Regions from separate parts of the Mus musculus genome. Here region 1 is linked to region 2. A link is a contact called in public HiChIP or PLAC-seq data. All regions are on one chromosome and are shown on one strand. The core of a region is the stretch at or near the end of the contact, and the rest is flanking DNA. Distances in the headings are between cores, read along the strand shown.

The links. HiChIP or PLAC-seq counts read pairs in DNA pulled down with a chosen protein or histone mark.
Region 1: an H3K4me3 HiChIP or PLAC-seq map of bone marrow-derived macrophages shows a contact between it and region 2, with 3 times the contacts expected there. The contact joins the promoter of Poldip2 here to the enhancer-like site in region 2. A contact is called at or near these places in 10 of 39 promoter capture datasets (the 3T3-L1 cell line, the C10 cell line, the HPC-7 cell line and 5 more), 3 of 15 datasets of contacts at CTCF or cohesin (CD8 T cells, the NIH/3T3 cell line and pro-B cells), 36 of 484 Hi-C or Micro-C datasets (8-cell embryo, B cells, the Ba/F3 cell line and 23 more), 14 of 115 datasets of contacts at active chromatin or transcription factors (the HPC-7 cell line, the SCID.adh cell line, bone marrow-derived dendritic cells and 6 more) and 3 of 9 other capture datasets (adipose tissue, liver and pancreatic islet).

What each region holds. Positions count from the first base shown.
Region 1 is chr11:78,510,433-78,515,583 of GRCm38.p6, forward strand. Poldip2 (polymerase (DNA-directed), delta interacting protein 2) reads left to right here and starts at 1,864. Exons shown (of 11, transcript NM_026389.3): 1 at 1,864-2,040; 2 at 3,488-3,569; 3 at 4,656-4,753. The coding sequence starts at 1,880. It overlaps Tmem199 (transmembrane protein 199), which reads right to left and starts at 1,736. Exons shown (of 6, transcript NM_199199.3): 1 at 1,465-1,736. The coding sequence starts at 1,675.
Region 2 is chr11:78,443,856-78,449,500 of GRCm38.p6, forward strand. No RefSeq gene overlaps it. Among named protein-coding and RNA genes, the nearest start is that of Slc46a1, 19 kb to the right of the region's middle. Within about 2 kb of position 3,541, at least 35 of the 459 cell types and tissues checked have an H3K27ac peak or open chromatin away from gene starts, as enhancers often do. A contact at or near this core is called in the CH12 cell line, bone marrow-derived macrophages, embryonic stem cells and 1 more, where this site is marked.

The sequences.
Region 1 (5,151 bases), core at 614-3,113, 65 kb after region 2:
AAGGTTCCACATAATGACACGTGCAGCTGAGGCTGGAAAGCTAAGATGACAGAAGTGGGTAGCCCTAATTTTTACCCAAATAAAACACGGCCATCCCTGTAAACTCATATATATTTCATATTTAACTCATATATTTCATATATAACTCGTATATATATATATATATATATATCATATTTCACTGAAGTTAAGATGGAAGTAGTAAACCTGGGGTTTATGAGAAGGCTTTTGGACTGGATATATGAGAACTCGGTAGGCACTGGAGAGTGATATGGGGGAAAATACGCCTCAGAAAGGATTAGATCTGAAAAGAACGCGGCGACTCTTGATTGGGGACCGCTCACTTCTTTCTCTCATATATAGATATATTGTTGAGACAAGGCTGATATATGTATATACATACACATATCATGTAGACCAGGCTGGCTCAGAACTCATTATGAAACCAGTCTAACCTTAAGTTCATTTAGATACACCTAGCTGTCTCTTGAATTCTCATGTACTTCATCTAGACAACTCACAATCTTACTGCCTCAGCCCCTTGGGTTTCAGGTACGTGCCATGCCCAACCTTGTGATCATTTTCTTTCTCTCCTTGTGTTTATTCAATTATTTTTCATTTTACTCAAGATAACTTTCAACTAGGAAAGATTTAGGACAATTCCACCTAAGTATTTTTTAGTGTCATAGAGTGGACTTTAACTGTCAGTCTTCGTTACCAACCCTACCTCACCACTACCAATGGTAGGTTATTTCTGTGAAAATAATAGATCTGTCCTAGTCAGGATTGGGTTGTGATGCTAAACACTCAGCGGACACTGTATTAGAGGATCTTTTTCTAAGATTCTCTTAAGTCTAAATAGTTGATCATCTACCCTTTGCACTTCTGGCCAGGATATGTTAACTCTGGCAAGGTAAGTTACATGCCAGTTTACCCTATTCCCTACCTTAACATAAGTAAATAGGTCTGAAAAGGAGAAATGACTTCTTTACAATGTCTAGAACTACATGCGACTCAATCCAGATCTTTCAATAGTTTTTGTTGTTGTTACCGTTTCCCTACCCTCACCCCTAAACTGGGGCTTGCACCTTTACCTTTGAGATGGAAGGAAAAAAAATCACTTTTTCCAAACACGATATGCTCACTATTGATATATGGCCCTCAAATGGAGAAACTCAACCTGTCAGATAGTACTGGGCTACAATCTCGACTTCCTAAAAAAATTCACATGGACTTAGGTGGCACTAAAAGAGGACTCAACAAAATCTGAAAATACGTTTTGTAACACACTAAGAATTTTCACGGAAGTTAAGATGGAAGTAGTAAACCTGGGGTTTATGAGAAGGCTTTTGGACTGGATATATGAGAACTCGGTAGGCACTCGAGAGTGATGGGGGGAAAATACGCCTCAGAAGGGATTAGATCTGAAAAGAACGCGGCGACTCTTGAATGGGGACCGCTCACTTCTTTCTCTCAGGTGCTGATGCAGATCTCGGATGAGACGGAATGAAACCAGGCGCCGGGGTCCCGTGGCATTATCACTGCCCGCGTGTTTCTTTCCCAGAGCAGCCTCGAGCTGGGCACGCAGCTTCCGGGGGAGCTGCTCCCGTTCCAGTTCTCCGCCAGGACCCAAAGCGCGAACCAGTCGTTCGCCGGCAAGCAAGGAAGACGCCATTTCTGCCTCACGCTCTGATCAGGTGATCCCAAACTCGGACTTCCGCTCACAGGCGCCGGATGTAGCTGGAGGAGCCCACGCGGCCGCGGGGGGCGGGCCCGAGGGGAGGGGCTTAGGCGCGGGGCAGTGTGGGGCGGGGGCGGGACGGCGCCCCGCCGCGGGTCGGGCCCTGTGTCAGCAGCCGAGCGGGCGCTCGGGCGGGACATGGCTGGTTGTGTGGCCCGACGGGCCCTAGCAGTGGGCAGCCGCTGGTGGTCTCGGTCGCTGGCCACGACCCGAGGGTCGAGGCCACTGTGTGCGGTCGGTGGAGCAGGGGGCCTTCCGCCGGTGGCCACAGCGACGACCCGAAGGCATCTGTCGTCCCGGTGAGGGACGGAGAGAGGGGGCCAGGGAGCCGGGCCCAGAATCTAGGGAGCGTTTTCTACCTAGCTACTAAGGAAGCCAGGAGGCCTGACTCTGTTTGGGCAGCCGGAGTGCCACCTGAGAAAGGGTCCCGAGGAGAGAGCCGACACGGGCTGCTTGGGACATGTGCCAAGAGCAAAGAAGGGAGCACTGCCCAGGGCCCTGGCAGTGCAGGGCAGCTCCGAGGGAGAACAAGTAACGCTTCTTAGGCGAATCCTGCCTCCCAGGCTGGGGTCCCCGGCACCTGGAGTGGGCTGCCATTTAATACAACTACAGGGATCCCCGGGCCCTTTTGGGTCAGTGACTCTCAGAAATATGCTATTCTGTGGGAAACAAGTCGATTTAAGTGTCTACCTTTGTGGGTCCTGTTTCCATGTGACCTTGGGGAGACTGATTTTGCCCATGTGACTTGGGAAATAGGGGTTGAGGCTCGGGGGGGGGGGGGCGGTGTAAACAAAGCCTTGTAGGGATCAGACAGGATTGAAAAGTTGGCTATGAAGTTAACATTTCCAAAGTAACATTACAGTGCTTTGATGGATCCATAGCAAAATTAATCCTATTTAAAAGGATAAGTTGATGGAAATGACCTGATAGTGGTTAAGGGAGGTATTTGCTATTTAAGACAAGTAAATGTGAAAAGACACTGGGTGGAGACACGGCAGTGCTAAGTGTACTGTGTGGGGTACCTTTGAGAATCTAGAAATGCTAGGTCCTGAGGTCAGGGTAAAGACTTAGAATTTACAGCACAGTTGAATGTGTAGGATTGGGAGAATCATGCTGTGTAGCCAGATGGGCCCAGAACCTGTTATTTTCCAGCCTTAGCCTTAAGAGCCCTGGGATTACCGATGTGTGGAACCATTTTTGGTTCAGAACAATTCTTCCAAGTAGCAAATGCCAGGCTTAGTGAGTATACTGCCAAGCAGCAGTGGGTAAAAGTAGAGACAGAAGAACTGCTTGCCTCAGAACAAATGCTTTTTGAGCACCTCTTACACACTAGGCATGTCTCTCAGGTCCTTAATGGACTCAAGGCATGCATACCAGGAACTGAAATGCAAAGTTGGAAGGATGGTTAACATGTGGGGGGGGGGGAAGACCCGGAGGGTGGGTGAAGGTGTGCATTGAAACAGGATATGCAAGAATAAGAATGACTTTGGAAATGCTAAGTAAAGATAGAAGGAAGTAAGTTTGGAGTAGTCACACAAAACCCTGGAAGACTGGGAGACCTTCACCATGTAGATGCCCATGGCTGGATCTTAAATGAGGAAAAGCAGCATCCTGGGCCTTGGCTGTCATTGCCCTGACCCTGCAGAGTACTAGGGGGCTTTCTTTGTTCACGTGTCTGATTTTTCCTGGCGAAGGACTGCTGTCTTCTCAGGGTCTCACTTGCTTGTTCTTTTCCTTCCCACTCAGGAACCGTGCAGAGGGCAAAGTGCTGGAGACAGTTGGTGTGTTTGAGGTGCCAAAACAAAATGGAAAATATGAGACTGGGCAGGTAGGTACTGTGCTAGGTCTCCTCTCATTTTCATGGACTATTCTGTTTCTGAATGCAGCTAAGTTTGGTCAGAATATTGAATCTCAGCGGTATTTGTATCTTTTCATTCTTCATCTCTTTGCCCACCGGTCTTAGAGACAGATGCCATCTGCTGAGCTACACCCCAAGTTTCAATCCATCTTCATTTTGACCAAGATAAATTTTGGACTTGTTTTGAGGCAGAGTCTTCTGTGTAGCTTAGTTTAGCCTTGACTCATTCTGTAACCCACGGTGACCTTGACATTGCAAACTCGTTCCCTTATGGAATACTTGTGTTACAGATGTGTGTAACCATGTTCAGCTCAGAATCACAAATTAAGAAAAAAAAGGTTGTTTTTGTTTTTTTTTTTTACATTGATTTATTTAGAATGGGTATGTGTGTACACGTGCGTGTGTGCATGCGCCCAGGCATGGAGATCAAAGAACAACTGATAGTATGTATTCTTACGTGTGAATGCATGTGCACTAGAGTCACAAAACTTGTTAAAGATGGATTTCTGGAGATATGTGTATAATAGCATCAAATCCCAGCACTCCAGAAGCAGGGGCAGAAGGATCACTTCAAGTTGGAGGTCTAGTGTAGTGATACTCTTAAAACACAGTAAGAAGCAGGCGATGTGGCTCGACTGGTCAAGGCACTTGCTGAGGAAGCCTAGAAGTAAAGGTGAGGACAGAACTGACTCCAGAGTCACATAGCCCCAGGTAACCCAATGCCTCTGACTTCCTTGGGTCCCTGCACTCAAGTGCATGGTACCCAGATACAGATCCACACATATAACTAAAGTAAAACAAATCCTTAAAGCAGACAGTTATAATCAGTGGCTCTGCGCTGCAGTAAGAGGAGGGCAGGGCAAGGAAAGTTCCCTGGAGGCCAAAGGTGATCTGAAAGGTTGGGGTCAGCCTGGTGACAGGCATGAGAATACTTCAGTAGTTTGAGGGCAAAGCTGGGGAGACTGCTGTAGTTGCTTCTACCCAGGCCGCTATGGTCGGGGCCCACTTGGATGGATCTTCGAGACAGCAGGCTCATCGAGATCTCTCTCCTCCTAGCTATTCCTCCATAGTGTTTTTGGCTACCGAGGGGTCGTCCTGTTTCCCTGGCAGGCCAGACTGTATGACCGGGATGTGGCTTCTGCAACTCCAGAAAAGTAAGTTTCTCTATCTTATCTCATGGTGTCCTCAGGTGGCCTGACTTGTGGCAGACACATGCAGTTGGGGTAAAAACAGCATCCCTTGGGCTTTAGAAATAACCCCAAGCCAGGCGTGGTACTGTACACTTTAATCCCAGCACTTGGGAGGCAGAAACAGGAGGGTCTCTGAGTTCAAAGCCAGCTTGGTTTACAGAGTGAGCTCCAGAACTGCAAAAGAGCCAGGCCTTTGTAGAGAGACCCTGTTTCAGAAAACAAAACAAACAGGAACAAAACAAAACAACCCAACCAACTAAAATAAAGGAAATAATCCCAGAGTGTTTCTTTGGCACTCATCCCCATGGAGACAAAAGTGCTATGGGGTCTCTGTGGGCCTCCCCAGAACTGTCTGTCCTTCC
Region 2 (5,645 bases), core at 2,291-4,790:
GTTTGGAGGGAGTATAAAAAGAACTTACCAGGCTGTAGGAGGGGCTTGCTTGTAGAGCTAACTCTGCAAGGTTTCTTGGTCTTCACTGGTCTTTACATTGTTGGGAGAAACACAGCCAAGAACTTCTGGCATCACTGATGGTCCTAATCCCCTAGGCTGACTCATGCCGATCTGGCTGAAGCCTGGCTGTTCCTGCTAGGTCGTCGTGCCACTACTACTGCTATCCCGACGCTACTGAACTGGACTGCTAGTATATTCATGAAGTGTTTTCAAGTGGATCCAGCTGCCGTTACTGACCAGTGAACTGAACTGCTGATTTCCTGACAACACAGATGAGATTTGCTCCAAAGAACCATTTCTAAACAGGTCCACTCCCTCCATATCCTAATAACCTTTCTTTTCTACCTTTGGTGGGTGGTGGGCTAGAAGGGAGGGTAAAGCATTTAAGAACCAGTATTAAAGTTAGAGTTGAGTAAAATGCAAGCCAACAGTAAGCCCCAACAAAGTATTTTTTTTTAAGTTGCCTCGGTCACGGCAACTTTATGCCAGCAGTAGAAAGTAACTAAGACAGTACAAACTGCAGTTAAAAGACTAAAACATAGAGAAAAATCCATGAGGCGGCATTCCTGCAAAAGGTCACACAAGGCAGGCTTTCCCTGTTACCATCTCTCCTGGATCGGCTCACAAGTATAATTCTTCTTCCTTTCATTCCTTCCATAGCGTCTTGGTTTCTTCCAGGTCACAGGCCACTAAGCTCCAGATCTCCCGTTTGTACTGCCTCAGGGATATCAACCATTACCATCAACGCTGGCGCCTGCCTCCTACCATCTAGAAGTTCTTGACCTTCAATTGATGTCAGTCTTGTCTTCAACCGTTTAAGATATGCTCTCCCTCTCCTCATGCAAGTCTGACAACTGGGGATCAGGTCAGCAATGCAAAGCAGGGTCCTTCCATGCTCAGAATGGATGGATGTAGAGGGAAAGGTCAAAAACAAGGGTGGACGTTTCCAAACTTCAATAATTAAACTCTGACACCTTGGAGCCTGACCCCAGAGACTTGTCATATTTCCTTAACAGGAGTCAGCTCTTAACTTATTTTTTTTCTTTTTTTCCTTTTTAGATTTATTTATTTATATGAGTACACTGTAGCTGTCTTCAGACACACCAGAAGAGGACATCAGATCCCATTATTACAGATGGTTGTGAGCCACCATGTGGTTGCTGGGAATTGAACTCAGGACCTCTGGAAGAGCAGTCGGTGCTCTTAACCGCTGAACCATTTCTCCAGCCCTAGTTCTTGACTTCTACCATGTGGCTCCCAGAGATACACCTCAGGTTGTCTGACTTGGTGGCAAGTGCCTTTACCCCCCTGAGTCATCTCACTGGTTCACACTTTCTTGGCATCTTTGTATCTTGGAAGATACATTGGCTGACCCCACTGGCTCACGTTCAGGATGTGCAGGCAGGTTGGGGACTTTTTTTCAGATGGACATTGCAGGCATGGCCACCAGGGAGCAAGCAAGAACAGCTTGGGCAGGTCTGTAGAGGGAGAGGACTGAACAGGAAAAAGAGGACGGACGGGGAGGTCCCAGGACACAGAGGTGGGAACAGACCTTGTGGCTCAAGTGTGAGTCCTGGAACTATTTGTGGGGTGGTGAGCCCTGAACACTGCACAAGTCTCATCCTGTGCCAGGATGGGGTCTGTCTTCAACAGACCACCTGTTGTAGGGCCAAGGGTTTAGGGTGTGGGAGACTGATCCAAGGTGCCCCAAACCCTCCCCTTCCTGAGTTCTTTCGTGTCCAGAATTTGCCCAAGTCATAACTAAAAGAGAGTAAAGTCAGATCAGCTTTTGCTCCAGAGAATATTCCTCTTGTCTTCCAAAAACTATGCCTGGCTGGACCTGCCACTCTGGAGCGGCTGTGAGGAGACTATGGCAAGACACCTTGCCAAGGGTGACTCGGGTAAGGTCAATCTTTTGTTCCCCGAGGGCCAGAATCTTGAATTCCTCGTGTCTTCTCTGTAACTGCCACCTCACCTTCCCTGTTTTCCAAAAGAAATCAGGAGACAGAAATTGGGAAAGGATGTTGGATTTATTTATGGCTTAGCCAAACACAGAAAAAAATAACCAATTTTGTTTTCCATGTGTCTGTGGCAGCCTTTACAATTTATAGACACCACAAGACAAAGGCCAGAAGACCTGCAGTTTCACTCTGAGACATTTGAAGTGCCTGTTTCTGAGTGACAGACAAGGTTACTGCTAATGTCCTCAGCTAGTGATGTCCCACAGATAGAATGTGTCAGTTGACTTCAGTTCCTAAGCTCCCCTGGATTCCCAGAACTGTCTTGTTTACTGTACTCTTGGTACTCTGAAAGTTAGCCTTCCAGCAAATTCCTTGAAAAAAAAATACAACCACTGTGTAATATATTACATAACATATACAAAAATATATGTATCATATATATATATATATATATATATATATATATATATATATATATACACACATATATACACACTATATATAATATATATGTACATCAAAACCTCAGGTTGGTCTATCTATCTATGTATAAATACAATGTTATTTGTGTGTTGTTGTGATTTGACTGCCTGTAGAGACCAGGAGAGGACACTGGGTCCCCTGGAGCTGGAGTTATAAGTGTTTGTGAGCTGCCTGATGCGGGTCCTGGAGACTGAACTTGGTCCTCCATAAGGGCAACACTTGTGCTTAGTTGCTGAGCCAACTCTTCAGCCCAATTTTTATGTTCCCACGAATCACCTAAAAATAATTTAATTTAGCTGGGCGTGGTGTCACACGCCTCTGATCCCAGCACTCGGAAGGCAGAGGCAGGTGGATTTCTGAGTTCGAGGCCAGCCTGGTCTACAGAGTGAGTTCCTGGACAGCCAAGGCTACACAGAGAAACCCTGCCTCGAAAAACCAAAAAAAAAAAAATTAATTTTAAAAGTAAAATATAGGACTGGGGAAATGATTCATCAGTTAAGAGCATTATTGCTCCTGCAGGAGACCCAGGTTTGATTCCCAGAATATAGAATCATAACTATCTAAAACTCCAGTTCTGAGGGACCTGGTACCCTTTCCTGACTTCCACAGGTATAAAGTATGCATGTGTGGTACACACACACACACACACACACACAAGCACACAAAATATTCACCTTAAAATATATACATCTAATTTAAAATTTTAAAAATGAAATATTGGCTAACTATTTGAAATACTTTAGGATATGGAGCATTTTCAATGTTTAAAAATAAACAAAATACATTATATATTCTTCAAAGCAGTGCTCCCTCAAGGGGAAATATATAGCCAAAATTCAGTTCCTTGTGGCTAGGGAATGTTCTGAAGATGGGCTGAGTCTGGGCAGGTGACATCATTATTGTCTGGCCTGAGAATGGGTTTAAACCTGCCTGTATCTGGCCAGATGGTCAAGTGCGCCCAGGAACAGAGGGTGAGGCCTGGGCTGGGGATTCCCAGACCATGCTGCATGAGTCAGCGTAGCAGGGGAAGCGTCTCCCCTCCCTTAGTTCTGCCTTCCTTTATGGCTTGTCCAGAATCTGAATGAGCCACCAATGCTTGTGCTGTGTTCTGCAAAGGGGCCAGCACAAGGAGGAGTCTGAGAACCCCAGGGAAGATCCAGTTAACTGAAGCCTCAGCTTTCTAACACAGAAGCCACACAGTACTCTTTCTTGATTGATTTGGTTTCTTCAAACTCGCAGTAGTTCTCCTGTCTCAGTTTCCCAATGCTGAGGTTCCAAGAGTGAACCACCATACCTGACAGCATGTTTTTTCTTTAAAATTTTTTTTTTTAATTTTAAAAAGGGTTTCCTATAGCCCAGGCTAGCTTCAAACTCACCGTATAGCAGAGGATAACCCTGAACTTCAGATCCTCCTGCTTCCATGTCCTGAGTGCTGGGATTACAGGTGCGTGCAGTCACACAGTTTATACAATGCCAGGGATTGAACCCAGCCTTCATACTGACTTAACACATCCCTTCCTCCGTTTTTCACTAACAAAGTAGTTACGCATTGCACAACAGGAATCATAAGAAAAGACACTTCTCCCCCAGAGAGCCAATTGTCCAGGCCTCACTGAGGGAAAAAGAGGGATCTGGCAACGCCTACTTGGAATGGGTGTTGTGGAATACTGTACTGTCCTCAGATTGTAGCAGCCATTATCATCTTTATAAGAACAGCTGTGAGCCGGGCGGTGGTGGCGCACGCCTTTAATCCCAGCACTTGGGAGGCAGAGACAGGCGGATTTCTGAGTTCAAGGCCAGCCTGGTCTACAAAGTGAGTTCCAGGACAGCCAAGACTATACAGAGAAACCCTGTCTCGAAAAACCAAACCAAACCAAACCAAAACAAAACAAAACAAAACAAAAAAACAGCTGTGTGTACCCACAATAGCCGCTCAGACAGATTGGAACTGTTGGCATTCTTTTCACAGAAGCTTTGTATGGTCTTGGATGTTGCTAGTGTATCTATGACACCAGCAATCATAGGGATTGCTTAGCAACTAGGGACCCTGCATAGCTTGGTCTATACACACACCCTTTCCCACCAATGCACATAGTAACTCAGGGCCCCACCCACACCAAGCTGCACACAAATGCCTCTCCAATAGCAGTGAGCTCACTCAGACCTGCAGCTGCTTACCAGCCCTTAGTAACTCCTCATTTGTGGCCAAGCATCCTGGTATGTATTCTGAGAGTAGTGGTTTGAGGGTCCATCCAGCTCAGACTGGTTTGGGGTACATATATAGGAAGGCAGACTGAGTCAAAATAAACCTTTAAAGATTTTATTTATTTATTTTATGTATATGAGTACACTGTACAGCTGGTTGTGAGCCTTCATGTGGTTGTTGGGAATTGAATTTCAGACCTCTGCTCTCTCCAGTCAACCCCGCTCACTCCAGCCCAAAGACTTATTTATCATTATAAATAAGTACACTGTTGCTGTCTTCAGACACACCAGAAGAGGGCGTCAGATCCCATTACAGATGGTTGTGAGCCATCATGTGGTTGCTGGAATTTGAATTCAGGACCTTTGGAAGAGCAGTCAGTACTCTTACCCACTGAGTCATCTCGCCAGCCCCCAAATCAACTTTTAAAGAAAAACTCTACTTACTATCTTATGCCGCTGCATAATTGAACACAACTGTGATTGCGATCAGATTCATCACAGGAAAGGACATGTATAGTTAGTCAACAAAGGCTTATGTAACCCACACCTGTCAACTGGAACTGAAAACCACCTACAGTCTGCCCTTAACAACCAACTTCTCCTCCTGGACCTACTAAGGAAGCCCCAGCATGCTCTCTCTTCTCTTCTTCTCTCTTCTCTCTCTCTCTCTTCTCTCTCTCTCTTCTCTCTCTCCTCTCCCCTCTCTCCTCTCTCTCTCTCTCTCTCTCTCTCTCTCTCTCTCTCTCTCTCTCTCTCTCTCTCTGAGTGTAAGTTATCCACAGGATACACCAAGAACCTAGAAACAGAGACCATTGGTAATAGTAGGTTAAATGGCTGTGAGCCTCCACCTATGCAGTAATGGGAACTCATCACTTGTGATGGATGAGACTTTTTGGTGACACAGCTGTTTGGAGCAGGTCACACGAACAAACAACA